Regions from separate parts of the Sus scrofa genome. Here region 2 is linked to region 1. A link is a contact called in public Hi-C data. All regions are on one chromosome and are shown on one strand. The core of a region is the stretch at or near the end of the contact, and the rest is flanking DNA. Distances in the headings are between cores, read along the strand shown. Region 1 holds the start of GRAMD2A (GRAM domain-containing protein 2). Region 2 holds the start of SEC23A (protein transport protein Sec23A).

Evidence for each region. A called contact is a pair of places that touch in the nucleus more often than the background predicts.
Region 2: a Hi-C map of heart right ventricle shows a contact between it and region 1, with 1.8 times the contacts expected there. The contact joins the promoter of SEC23A here to the promoter of GRAMD2A in region 1. A contact is called at or near these places in 2 of 47 Hi-C or Micro-C datasets (embryonic fibroblasts and heart right ventricle).

What each region holds. Positions count from the first base shown.
Region 1 is chr7:61,028,762-61,035,340 of Sscrofa11.1, reverse strand. GRAMD2A (GRAM domain-containing protein 2) reads right to left here and starts at 2,558. Exons shown (of 12, transcript XM_013978113.2): 1 at 1,387-2,558. The coding sequence starts at 1,427. It overlaps PKM (poly [ADP-ribose] polymerase 6), which reads right to left. Exons shown (of 32, transcript XM_021099107.1): 30 at 5,854-6,020; 31 at 3,869-4,050; 32 at 2,563-3,287. The coding sequence ends at 3,181.
Region 2 is chr7:61,111,773-61,118,307 of Sscrofa11.1, reverse strand. SEC23A (protein transport protein Sec23A) reads right to left here and starts at 4,548. Exons shown (of 20, transcript XM_005666190.3): 1 at 4,355-4,548. It also overlaps the pseudogene LOC100154692.

The sequences.
Region 1 (6,579 bases), core at 1,309-3,808:
GAAAATTCTCCCAAAGGTAAGTCAGGAAAGAGAAGTTCGATTTGGTCCCAGCAGAAATGCTCCTGGAAGCTCAGTGGCAGCTTGTGGCAGCTTTGGGCTCTAAACCTGCCCATTTGCCCCAGAGATGCTCACTGTTGACTGGTCCTGTCAAACAATAGCCTCAGACCTGAAAGCAGCTGCCTGTGCAAACAGAGTACTGTGATAGGAGCATACTGGCCCCCTCAGTGCAGGAGGGGAGGGACACCCTATCCTCCACTCCCTGCAACCCCAAAGTCTTCAGTCTGAAAGGAGCTGGACTTCAGAGCCATCTGGAGGTGTACATGAGGAAAAGGCAGGATTGTCAGGACAGTCTCTCATTCCCTAGAAGCCTAATTCCTCCAAGGATGGATGGGGCAAGCAAAGCAAAGAAGGGCAAGTGCCAGCTGGGTAGAGCTCCACCAGCCTCTCTGGGGACAGGACAGAGAGAGCCCTTAAACATTCCACTAGCTCCATATAGACTGGGCACTGGGCTCACACACTTTCACCCTATCTGCCCCAGTGCTAGCTGGCCAGGGGTGCCAGGCGCCCTCCAGAGCTCAGGCTGTGGGGGTTGAGACCTGGGCAAAGGCAGGAATTTACAGGTTCATCCACTGGCTCTTTTTCCCAAAAACCTCTACCTCCAGGGCCCCATGACCTCAGGGGACAGAGACCCCAATTCATGGTGTCACCTGAAACGCCACCTCCCGCCTTCCCTGCCTCCCTGCCCCTTCCCTAGCTCCAAGAATTTTGCTTCCTCCGAGGGCGAGGGTGGAAGAGATCTTGAGGCTGAGAGACTGGCCCCAGCCCGCCCGACCGGGGCCGTCCTGACGCGCAGGTGCGGCCGTCGTGCTGGGGCAGCTCCACGTTGCCTCCTGGGCAGCTCAGCGCCGCTACAATTGCACACCCGGTTAGGCGAGGAGAGAGGCTGACCCTTCCAGGGGCCAAAAGGAATGCCCCGGCCCTTGGGTGGGGGGCAGTCAGGACTTGGGGTCGATATGGCTGGGGAATGAATGAATGACCGACCAACGACGGCGGAGAAGGGTGGTGGTGGACCCTGGGAGGTACCCCGAGGAGGGTGACCTCCGCCTCCCTGATGCCGCCCAGACGTGCCTCATCCCCAGGGTCAGGGGGTGCAGCACGAAGCGCCGACAGACGGACATCCCGCCTCCACGCGAAGACCTAGCAGCCCAGGAAGCGCTCGGGCCCGCGCAGCGCAGTTTTGGAGCTGAGCCCGCATTCCGGCGGCTGGGAAGTGTCTGCCCCGCGGGCAGAAAGCTCGGAAGTGCGGCGGCCGCCGGTCCAGTCGGACAGCGTCCCTTCGAGGCGGCCTCTGGGACCCCGCGCGGTCCGCGAGTCACAGACCCTTACCTGCAGGACTCCGCAGCCTCGCCTCGGCTCACGGCAGTCATCTCGGAGCCTCCAGGTCGGTGGAAACATCGCGGCTGGATTGAACACTCACCCACGATCTCCTCGGAGGACACGCCCCCGAACGCCCATTGGCTGCCCGTGCGGGGCGGGTCCAGCCCATTGGCAGTTCCTCCCTCTCTCCAGATCTAAGTGGGGTCCCAAGTTCTGCTCGGATCCTACGGCTCGGTCCACCCGATTGTCCGTCTGGGTCTACTCTTCACAGCGAGGGCCTTAGGTGCCTGCTCCACGTTCTTCCTCTTTAGCGCATTAGCCTTGGAGCCCGAGGCCTCTGCAGCAACCAATTCCCGCCCGCCTCCAAAACCTCCCAAACCTAAGTTCCAGGGCAGTTTCAATTTCTCTTCACAATAGAAGAGGATATGAGTAGGGAACACCAGAGGGAATTTTGAACAAGAGTCGGATGTCGGATAGCTCCGGAGATGAAATGATTCATGTACTTTTCCCAGAGTTGGGGGCTTGGCAATCTCCCCAAACAGAACGCTTTCGGAGGTCTCTAGGGAGGGACCGCAGATGGCCAGAAATCAAGAGTGGGGCAGCACAGGTGAAGAGATCAGATTGGTGGGGATGTGGCAAACTGACCTTTGGGCCCTTTCCCTCAAATCCCCACCAGGAAAGGGTTGGTCCTTGGGACTGGTCTGGAGAAAAGGTGCAAGCCAGATGCAGTTTCATGCCCAGCCCTCTCCCCTCCCCTTGGCCCTGCTTTATTATGGAAGGTGGGCATTAGAAAACAGAAGGAACACAAAAGCAGCCCAGGTTTCCATAAATTTTCTGGAATCTGGCCTCATCCTTCCATTAGAGGCCTCTACTCCAGGAGAACCTAGGGGGAGGGGCAGGGCAAGGGCCATCTCACTCGCCAGTTTACTCAGGAGCAGGAGGAAGAGGACCTTTTTGCTGCCTTCTCTGAGCTTTTAGATCCCCGGGTGATGCAAAGGGTAACGTGTATCCTCAAGACAGTCAGCAACGGCTTTCCCAGCACCTCAGCACGGTGGGAGACAGGATGGCAGGTGGCTTAAGTTGTTAACACAGGAGTACACAGCCACAAGGCTGTTGCCATTTTCACCCCACTCAGAGGGCAGGGTTCAACCACCCCCTTAATCATCAGAAAAGAGAGGAAACAGGTGCTTCAGCTGTTGTTTATTGACATACAGGTAGACTCTATAGCAACAGGCCTGGAGGCGGCTGCAGTAGTCGGGGAAATGGGAGGTGGAGGGTGGAGTGTTTGTCTGCAGCGGCAGCTAAATGGAGTGAAGGAACAGAAGTGCACAGTGCACAACAAAGGGGGAGTGAGGGAGGCTAAGGGGGTTGGAGAAGTAAGTAAGGGCCAGGGCCAGAGTCTGCTTAAACTGGAACCACTGCTTCATGCCCCATGCCCTAAGGCCCCTGCTCTTTGCTGATTCCAGGCCAGGGCTGGGAGTTCTCTGGGTATCCATTTTCTACAGAACTACAGGAGTACACAAAGGAAGAGAAGCAGGAGCTGTTGCCCTCTGGGGACTCCAGTCCTGCCTGCACCCTTCCTTCATCCCTTGCTTGGATGGGGATACTTGATGGGAGGTCCAGCTCTGAACTACCCCACCCAAGCAGGGTCTTAAAAACAGCCATGTTTCACAGAGGTGTCCCTGGGTCCCAGCCCACCAGTGCCACACACGGCCCCAAGTGAGCACTACAAGCATTTCTGGCCTAATGGATGGATTGAGGGAGGGGGATGGGATGGGGCTGGAGTAGGGGCTGCAGGGTGCATCACGGCACAGGCACTACGCGCATGGTGTTGGTGAAGCCGGAACCAGGGCGCCACCCGGTCAGCACAATGACCACATCTCCCTTCTTGAAGAAGCCTCGGGCTTTGCCTGGGGAAAAAGAGGAGAGAGGCGGGTGAGTAAAAATCATGCCAGGAAGGTATGCACCTGCAAGACGGCCCCACAATCAAAAATAGCAAGAAGGACAGGCAGGCCTTTACTTCCTTATACCCACAAGGTGGCGCCAGCCCCACAGCCCTGATATTTCCTTATCATTCAGAGCAGAGCTGGCAGGGACCTTTGGACAACATTCATTTTCTACTCTAGAGGGTGGAGAGCCCAGCTCAAGGTCACAGCTATAGCTGCTTCCTCTGATCCCACAACACTCTGCTCTTATACTGGACAGAAGCCATATGTGGGCTGCCCCACAATGCAGGAGCTCTGGCTAAATTTATGAAAAATCTCAATAATGAGCAGATGCTAAAGAATGAACAACCCTAGCTCTCCAGGATCCCTTGCTTTGGACCCCAGACTAGAAGAGAGTGAGGAGAGAAAATGGGTGGATCAGACCCTCCTGGTCTCAGCCCAGAGGCTTCAGGGAATGGGATGGAGGATTCAGAGAGAACATTCAGCATTAGAGAGGGACACCTTCCCCAACCCCCACCTCTAGCCCTTGCTTCCCAGCCACGCACCAACATTCATGGCCAAGTTCACCCGGAGGTCCACGTCCTCGGCCCAGGCCTCCTGCACTGGGTCCTTACACACCACGGGGAAGATGCCGCGGTACAGGTGGGCCTGGCGAGCTGTCTGGTGATTCCGGGTCACAGCAATGATGGGGGCTCGGGGGCGGTACCTAGCCACCTGATGTGCAGACCTGAGATGAGGGACAGGCAAGACCATTAAACAGTGTCCCAGGAAGCCCCTCAGGGCCTTTAGCAAGAGCTCACCCTCTAATCCAACTCACCATGCCAGCCTAAGGCTCTGACCAGTTCAGTATCTGCTCCCAAGGCTGGGCAGCCCCTCATCCTTTATCTTCCACAGCATATAGCTCTTCTTCACAGCTGTGCTCTCCATCTATGCTGCACCCCTCCCCACAGGCCTGGGCCTGGGGATCATGCTGACCCAGCCTGGTCAGGCTCACCCACTTACCCACAGGGCCCATAGTTGGCAGAACCCCCCTTCCCTGAATTTTTCCATTCTGGCACAGGGAGGCAGCCCTGCCCAACCTCACCACACCCATTTCTTTTGCTGCCAGCAACACTACATACAAGCCAAGCAGCATGTGAATAGCACCTGACTCTTGACATCTACATAAAACAGGAGCAGAGCCCACCAGTCCCCCTGAGACTTTATAACGCAAGCCTTCCCTTCTGCTGTGCCCTCTCCCGACCTCACATGACCCCTGAAACAGTCCCAGCAACTGGGCTGTAGAGCTCAAGTAAAACCCAAGCGAGGTTTAGAAATATAGGTGCTACCCAGGAGTCAAGACCAGGAGATTGGAGTGCTTAGCAGGGAAGGCTTTGCCTGTGGAGGCTCCTCTGGAGGGGTGAGGGCCCCCCCCCTTAAAACCCTAATGCCGGCACTTCTTTCAACACTGACACTATGCACTTGTAGCTGCAGATGTGTCTTAGGGGTTGGAAGGGCTTGCAGGGGGAACTGGGCCCCAGAAGGCAAGCTATGAGGGCACTCAACAGGTGTCAGGGAAACTTAAGCCATGTCACAGCAGAGAATGCCCTGCTTAAGGGCTGGCCTCCATACAAGGCTTTCGGAGGGAAGCAAGTGCTGAAGTCAGGACCCACTGAGTGAAATCCCAGAAGACTGGAGTTAAAAATAGCCAAGTAGCAAAGGTTGGACCTTTTCACAAAGGTCAACCCTAATGGTTGGAACTGTTTATTCTGAGCCCTCTGCTGAGGAAATCTGCATCTTGTGTCATGGTCCCACAGCAGCCCCATCTGCTGCTCCTCGGTGTTCCTTCCTCTCCACCCTCCTCTTCCAGGAAACCCTAGCTGCCCTGGGAGGAGCATATCGCCAGGCCCCAGAGCAAAGTTGATAAGTCAATGTCCCGAATTTGGAAGGGACCCCGAGTCTGAGGTCAAGCAGAGGCCTCGGCGTGGCTGCCCAGTCCCACAGTGCCAGCAAGACAGCACGGTGACCTTTCCTGGGCAGCACCCAATTACTTGTCTTTGGGACTCAAAGACAGATGGGATGAGTGCACCAACCAAAGCATGTAAGCAAGCAGCACTAACTTTCCAAACTGAACTTTTTAAAGAGCATGTAGTAACTAGAATAAGCAAAAGTGGTAGCTGATTATCTCCTACTTTTTGAGAACAGCTTTTAATGTTGAATAACCATTTGTCATCACTCTATCTATCTGTAGTTATGCAATTAAGTCTCTGATTCATCATGAAGATATAAACTTGATTTGGACCCAAACGGTCATCCTATGCGTGCTGCCTGGGGTCCCATCCTTCAGGCCCAGGGCAAGGGCTAGGCTCGCTCCCAGAGCCTGGCCAGTGGGGCTGGGGGAGCTCCTTCCCTGCAGGGTCCGGGGCGCAGGCAGAGGGGTCTTACCTTGGCTCAGTGCCATCTGAGCACCATTCAGTGCACTGCTCCCAGGACCCCCAAGGAAGGGTGCCACTGAGCGGGGCGTTCCTGGGGAGCCGCTGCCACCTCCTACCTGCCAGACTTGGTGAGGACGATTATGGCCCCACTGCAGCACTTGAAGGAGGCCTCCACGGCGCCCACGGCGGCAGCTTCGGTAGGGTCGCTGGTAATGGGCGCCAGGCGGCGGAGCTCCTCAAATAATTGCAAATGGTAGATGGCGGCCTCTGCCTCACGGGCAATCTAGGGGGGCAACATCCGTCCGGATGGACGAGAGGGGGACAGAGCTTTATCAGAGCCATGTCACACGGGAGAGGGAGGGGAAGAGTCGCACAGACAGCTGGTGAGGAACATGTCCCTGGGTGCAGAGGCCAAGAGGAGCCCAAACATTGGGGTGTGGGGCTAAGTGAGATCAAGGCTCCCCAGGAACCAGCCCTTCACCAGGTGCCTGTGACATTATGTCCCTACGGGGCTCAAGGACCCTGCAGTCCTGTCGTGCCCTGACCTCCCTGGCTGGCTTCCTGCAGATGAGAGAAGAGGTCCTGAGCAGAGGGCTAGGCCCTGGCTGTCTTCTAGAGCAGCTGGAGCAAGAGGCTGGTTATCCTACAGAGTTACCTGCTCTCGGGGCCCTACCTGCCAGACTCCGTCAGAACTATCAAAGCTGCCGCTAAACACTTATAAGAAGCCTCCACGCTGCCCATGGCCATGGCTTCCATGAGGTCTGTGGAGTGACTGGAGGCTCGCACAAGTTCTTCAAACAGCTTGCGGTGGAACATGGCTGCCTCAGCCTCACGAGCTATCT
Region 2 (6,535 bases), core at 3,299-5,798, 81 kb before region 1:
AAAAAAAGTGAGGGAAGAAAACATATTATTAGATATAACAATTTTAATTTGAGAAAAATGTTCAAATATTTTTTGATAATACAAGTTATAGAAAGTGAAGCTTAACAAACCTAAGTATCTTAAGAACTTTCCCTTCTTTAAAAGATATGAATATTACGTCAATTATATCTCAATTTTTAAAATAAAAAAATTAAAATTAAACACTATTTCCTATCAGAATTTCAGATACAGCTAGAGTTTTATTGAAATAATAGAAAGTGATCATGGATTTTTTTTCAAAGATTGATAAGGGATAGAGGAATCTTAGGGTTTGTTCAGAAAAGACTGTATTAAAGGTAAATACAGGAGACAGCTTTGAGAAAGATAGTATGAGCTTTCAAGAAAAAAACGTCTGTTGAAAGACAATGATTAAAAGAAAGATCTGGGGAGTATCTGTCATGGTGCAGCGGAAATGAATCTGACTGGGAACCATGAGGTTGCAGGTTCGATCCCTGGCCTCGCTCAATGGGTTCAGGATCTGGCGTTGCCATGAGCTGTGGTGTAGGTCGCAGACCCGGCTCAGATCTGATATTGCTGTTGCTCTGGCGTAGACCAGCAGCTACAGCTCCAATTAGACCCCTAGCCTGGTAACCTCCATATGCTGCAGGTTCGGCCCTAAAAAGACAAAAGACAAAAGACGAAAAAAAAAGGATCTGGGATAATCAGAGGGGAGTTAGAAGACGCCAATCTTGGTTTTAACATAGGCAACATCAAGAGGAAAACCAACCTTCTCTGGGAGACAAATGGTTTTTAGCAATAGCTTCATGCTACAGATGTGAGTATAAATTCTAGGACTATGCAATCCCACCCATTATTCCTACAGAATGTAAAGCAAATAAAGTTTTCTGTTTATTACTTAATTGCAAAAAGGATTAAAATACTATTAAAATATTCTCAACAAATCAGGTTTGTTCATCAGAACCACAAAACACAAAACATGTCTAGAGAGACTAGTTCCTCAATTCTCTAAGAATCGTATATAAGTAATACTTAACTAGCACTAGTAATATATTAGTAGTATCTATTACTAGTATTAATATTAATGCTATAGTAACACTATAGTATATAACTAGTACTTAGGTATTTGGCATATATTTTCTCAAAAATGGCTGAAGTGAGCCTTGTTACCTGGAAAACCATTCACACTATTTGTTGTCAATTCTTCCTCGAATTTAAATTGAAAAATTAAAATCTTTGAAAACATATCTAATACCATGAACTTCAGAGCTTCCTAATATGTAAGGATTTTTCTGATGAGATCAGCAGTGATAATATTTGTTTATATATTGTATAATAAATATTGCATAATGAAAGATGTCAACATTTGGAATATTCAGTGAAGTAAGGTCCCCAAATGATCAATTCATGATGTTACAAAAATCACCCATGGGAAAATGATCATTCAAAATGTAGGATAGACCAATGGATTTTAATGCAATAGAGTACAAAAAGTTCAATTCTAAGGTTTCACATTCCACACTGCAATTAACCCTTGATCCCTTTTTCTTTTTTTAATTTTATTTTTTGGCCACACCCACGGAATACAGAAGTTCCTGGCCAGGGACTGAATCCTAGCCACAACTACATCCTACACCAGATTCTTTAATCCACTGCATAGGGCCAGGGATCAAACCTGCACCTCTGCAGCGACCAGAGCCTCTGTACTCAGACTCTTAATCACTGTGCCAAGCTGGGAACTCCAATCCTTGATTTCTTAATTAAAACTGCTGAGGAGTTCCTCTCGTGGCTCAGTGGTTAACGAATTCGACTAGGAACCATGAGGTTGCGAGTTCGATCCCTGGCCTTGCTCAGTGGGTTAAAGATCGGGCGTTGCCATGAGCTTGTGGTGTAGGTTGCAGATGCAGCTCGGATCCTGCATTGCTGTGGCTCTGGCGTAGGCTGGCAGCTATAGCTCTGATTAGACCCCTAGCCTGGGAACCTCCATATGCCGTGGGAGCAGCCCAAGAAATAATATAAAAAATTTAAAAAATTTAAAAAAAAACTGCTGAGTTTTGGTATAGTATCAAAGAACATGCACAATTATCTGAAAAAGGTATTAACCTATCTCTCCTTTTTCCAACTACATATCTATGGGAGGCCAGATTTCCTTCATATAATCCAACCAACATATTACAATAGATTGCACAGAGTAAATATGAAAATCCACCTGTCTTCTATTAAGTCAGCTTTTTTTTTTTTTCCCACTGGATTCTCAATAACGTTTAAGAGTATAAAGGGGTTCTGAGAATCACCTCCTTTGAACTCCAGGGCTTAATTCAAAATCAGAAAGCCTAGTAGAAAAAAGGCTCTATGAAACTGTTACACACAGAAGAAAACATTTACACACAGGCAATGGCCAGATTTAAGTTTTTACAACAGGTAACAAATCTAGATTCTAATTCTACAGCCTTACTTTTTCACCTCTCCTCTTCCTCACTCTTTTTCCTCTCAATATTTCTGCACTAAGATTACACTTGCTCATTAAATTACACCTATTCTATTTCTTACATTCTCGCTTTCCAGCAGGAATTTCAAAAACATCCAGCCTGTTTCTTCCTTTTTTTTTTTTTTTTTTTCTTTTTAGGGCCATACCTGTGGCCTATGGAAGTTACCAGACTAGGGGTCAAATCAGGGTTGCAGCTCCAGGCCTAAGCCACTAGCCAGGTCAACAAAGGATCCAGGCCCCAGCTGTGACTTATGCTGTACCTTGCAGCAACACTGGATCCTTAACCCATTGAGTGAGGCCAGGAATGGAACCTGCATCCTCGTGGACACTATGTGGGGTTCTTAACCCCTGAGCCACAAAGAGAACTCCCACCTGTTTCTTCTTAACTGGTCCAATTACATGGCCATGCAAAACATCTCCCCAACTTACCTCACCTTTCCAAGGGAGGATGGTATTATTTGATAAGCATATAATATTCCCTAATATTACATTTGTATAAAGCATAAAACCAAATAAATATGATTAAAACGCAGCCTTAACTTACTAGTCATTACACTTTTTTTTTAAAGTGGTACAAAACACAAAAGGCCATTCTAAAGAAATGCCTCATTTTTCAGTACAATTTATAATCACTGAGAGTTACTTTAGTTAAATAAAAAAGCATTAGTCACTTTAACCTAGCATATCAAATGTGTGCCCATATATTTTAAAAGGCTTTACCTATTCAATAATAAGTAAGAGTTTTTCAATACTTAAATGTTAGCCCTTTTGCACATACCTAAGTAAAAAAAAATCAGGTAAATTACAAGTAAAATTTGATTTCATTCCAATCAGATGTATTTGTTAATAATTAAATGTGCCTCTCCAACTCTCCTGTTCTAAAAATCCTCAATAAAGTGTCTTCAACTAATTCCCACGACTAGCTTTATTATATTAGACAAATAACCTCTATATTCCTCAGTTTCTCATCAATAAGGTGAAGGGTTTACGTTAGAAAACTACAAGGCCCTTTCTAAATCTAAAATTCTGAGCCAATTAAAAATGACTGAACTTCCAAAAACAACCGTCAATCAGTCCACTGGAGAAGGAAGACTTAACATGAATTTATGTTTAAATCTGAAACTTTTTAAACCAAGTTAATTTGGCTAGTTATCCACAGCTTTGATGAGTGGAACTTGACGTCCACGTGAAAACGTGAATTCAACATACTCCAGTGATTACATGCAGACTTACTATGGCTTTTCCTTTATCACCAAAACGGAAAAACACTTAGGGTCAGACTAAAATAATGACTGGTCCGATCTGAAAACTAAACTCTATTTCTAATCAAGGCACAAGGTGTTAGCTCTACCTGGCACTTTTCTCCTTATCCCCTTTAATTCCCAAGGCCAAACTACGGGTGACGAAGTCACCTCGGTTCAAAGTCTAGGGCTCTTTAGATCAGGAAAGGAATGAACCAAGAAGCCAAAGTACCCTGAAGCGGTGACGGGTGGGGTAGGGAAGGCAGATTGGCCCGAGCGGAGGGTGAGGTGCGAGGAGATGCCCGAACTGCTGCTTTTCACCCGGGACTCCCATCTTTCACACCTGATCCAGGGGAGCTGGGTGATGGGGTAGCCCAGGCCCAGGTAGAACTAAGCAGAGAGTGGTGGGTGAGAGGGTGACAGGTTCGGGGCTCAAGGCAGCCCCCGCCGGGCCCAGTCGCCGCCCAGCACACTCGCCTGCCCGAGGTACCAAGAACCGACACCACGCTTGAGACCTCCGCCCGCTGCCGACCCGCCGCCGCTCAAGCCGCCCCTCCCCCGCTTCCCACCGAACACCCGCGGCCCCCCAAGGGAGCCTAGAGGAGGCGGCCCTGAAGTCGAGCCTTACCACAAGGGCACCTGGTACAAGATCCGCGCCTGTCGCAGCCGCCGCCTTACAAAATCCGTCCTCTCCGCCGAGCCGAAGCAGCCGTGGCACCTCAATCAAGGCCGGCGCCGCCCCGCCCCCGGCCTCCGCGCAGAACCCTGCTGGACCAACATGGCTGGTGCCGCCTCTGCCACGTCAAAGGGAGGGGGAGGGGCGGGGCGAGAAGGGGAGAGGGGGAGGGGACGACCCTGGAGGCGGGGCGAACAGGCCAGAGAACAGCAGGGAAGGGTGCGGGACCCGGCCGGGCGGAGCAGCGCGTGGGGAGGGGATGGGAGGAGAAAGGGGAGGGGAAGAGGCGGGGACGGAGCCGAAGGGGCGTGGCAACCGTGACAAACCCGAAGGGACGCTGGACCCGCGCGGAACTGGAGCGCTAGGGTGGGGCTGCGCGGTGGCGCTCCTGTCCGCTCTGCCGGGAGCCACTGCGGATCCCACTCTCTGCAGGCCGCAAGGAGGTAGGAAGGAGCTCCTGTCGCTAGATCCTCAGTTCGCCGAGAGAAGTGGTGGAGTCCTGTGGGACACTCTCTCCTCTAGGTCCCTGGTTGGTTCCAAGAACCACAAGTTCGTTTTTTCACTTAGTGCAGCAAATGTTTACTGAACATCTGTCTACATTGGGCCAGACACAGTAGTGATGTTGGTGATATGACTCAGGCAAAACAGGCCAAAATCCCTGGTTTGCAAGAATTTGCATACTATTTATGTACTACTTAGGTATGCCTATTCATTTTACCACTTTCCTCCACTGCCTGTGTCACCTCTGCCCCTTACACACAGCCACACACACACTACAATGTTTCGCTGATTAATCTTGATGTGTTTTCTGCTTCTCACTCCACAAAAAGAATTGGGAAAAATGGGACAGGCAGAACAGGCTGGAAAGACATTCTAGCTTGGAGGTCTCAGGCAACCCCATCCTTCAGTGACTGGGTTCCTCACAAAATTGACTCTAGATATGACAACATCTAAAATCCTGCAAAGCTTAGCCCTATAAGCATTTTATGGAATAGAGAAAAAGAAGAATTTTTTTGTTCTTCAAAGCTTATATTTACAAGAAATAAGATACACGTCAAACATATATTTTTCTTTCTCTAAGCTTGTTTTGTAATGTAGAAGAGAATGAGTTTACTTGTCAAATTTTAGTACAATCCTGAAGAGGAAATGGGAATCAAAAACCAAAATTCTGGTAGGCCTGCAAATAAAGTGGGCTCCGGGTGCTTACCTTAATAAGGATTCTTAATTGAAAGTGCAGCAAGAAAATAGCTGTGGACGATGATATAAAGGTTGCATAAAGATGTTCACAAAAAGAAATATGGTCTAAGAATGAGTAGGGTAAATAGACATAGATGAGAGGATCCACAGGAGTCCTAGAATTCAATGAGGAATAAACCAAAGTATAGTACCTTTGGTAATTTCATTCATTTCATGATTCCCAGAAAAGTATCTTTGCCATTTAGGTCACTGAAGTCTAAGAAGTCATAATCCCTATGTTTTCATCTGAAAGAAAGGTTTTTGTTTGCTATTACAATGAAATAAATGTTAGGATGGTAACAAAATCATTAATATCTGTCTTTATGTACTTTAAAGTGAATGAGTTTCTCAGTGGTAACAAACACAACTAGTATCCAAGAGGATGCCGGTTTGATCCCTGGCCTTTCTCAGTGGGTTAAAGATATACCATTGCCACGAGTTGTTGTGTGGGTCGCAGATGTGGCTAGGATCTGGTGTTGCTGTTGTGGTGGCATAGGCTGGCAGCTCCAGCTCCGAGCCCTAGCCTAAGAATTCCATATGCTGCAGGTGCAGCAGTAAAAAGAAGGGAAAAAAAAAAGATGTGGTAATATAAGCAATGGAGTATTACCCAGTCATAAAAAAGAATGAAATAATGTCATTTGCAGCAACATGAATGGACCTAAAGATCCTCATACTGAAATGGAGTTTTAACTAAAGGACAACCCCCCTTGGCTAAGAAGGCAGCTGCAAGCCTTTCCAGCTGTGCTCATCACTATGCCACCCTTCTTGTAATAATGTAACAACTGTGTGCTCTATGTCCAAGCCAGCAGCCCTCTAATCATGTACCCAGCATTGCTTATCAGTTCCGCTTCTGTAACCTTGCTTGCTCAGTTTCTTAGGGAGGAACACTGTCTGCTT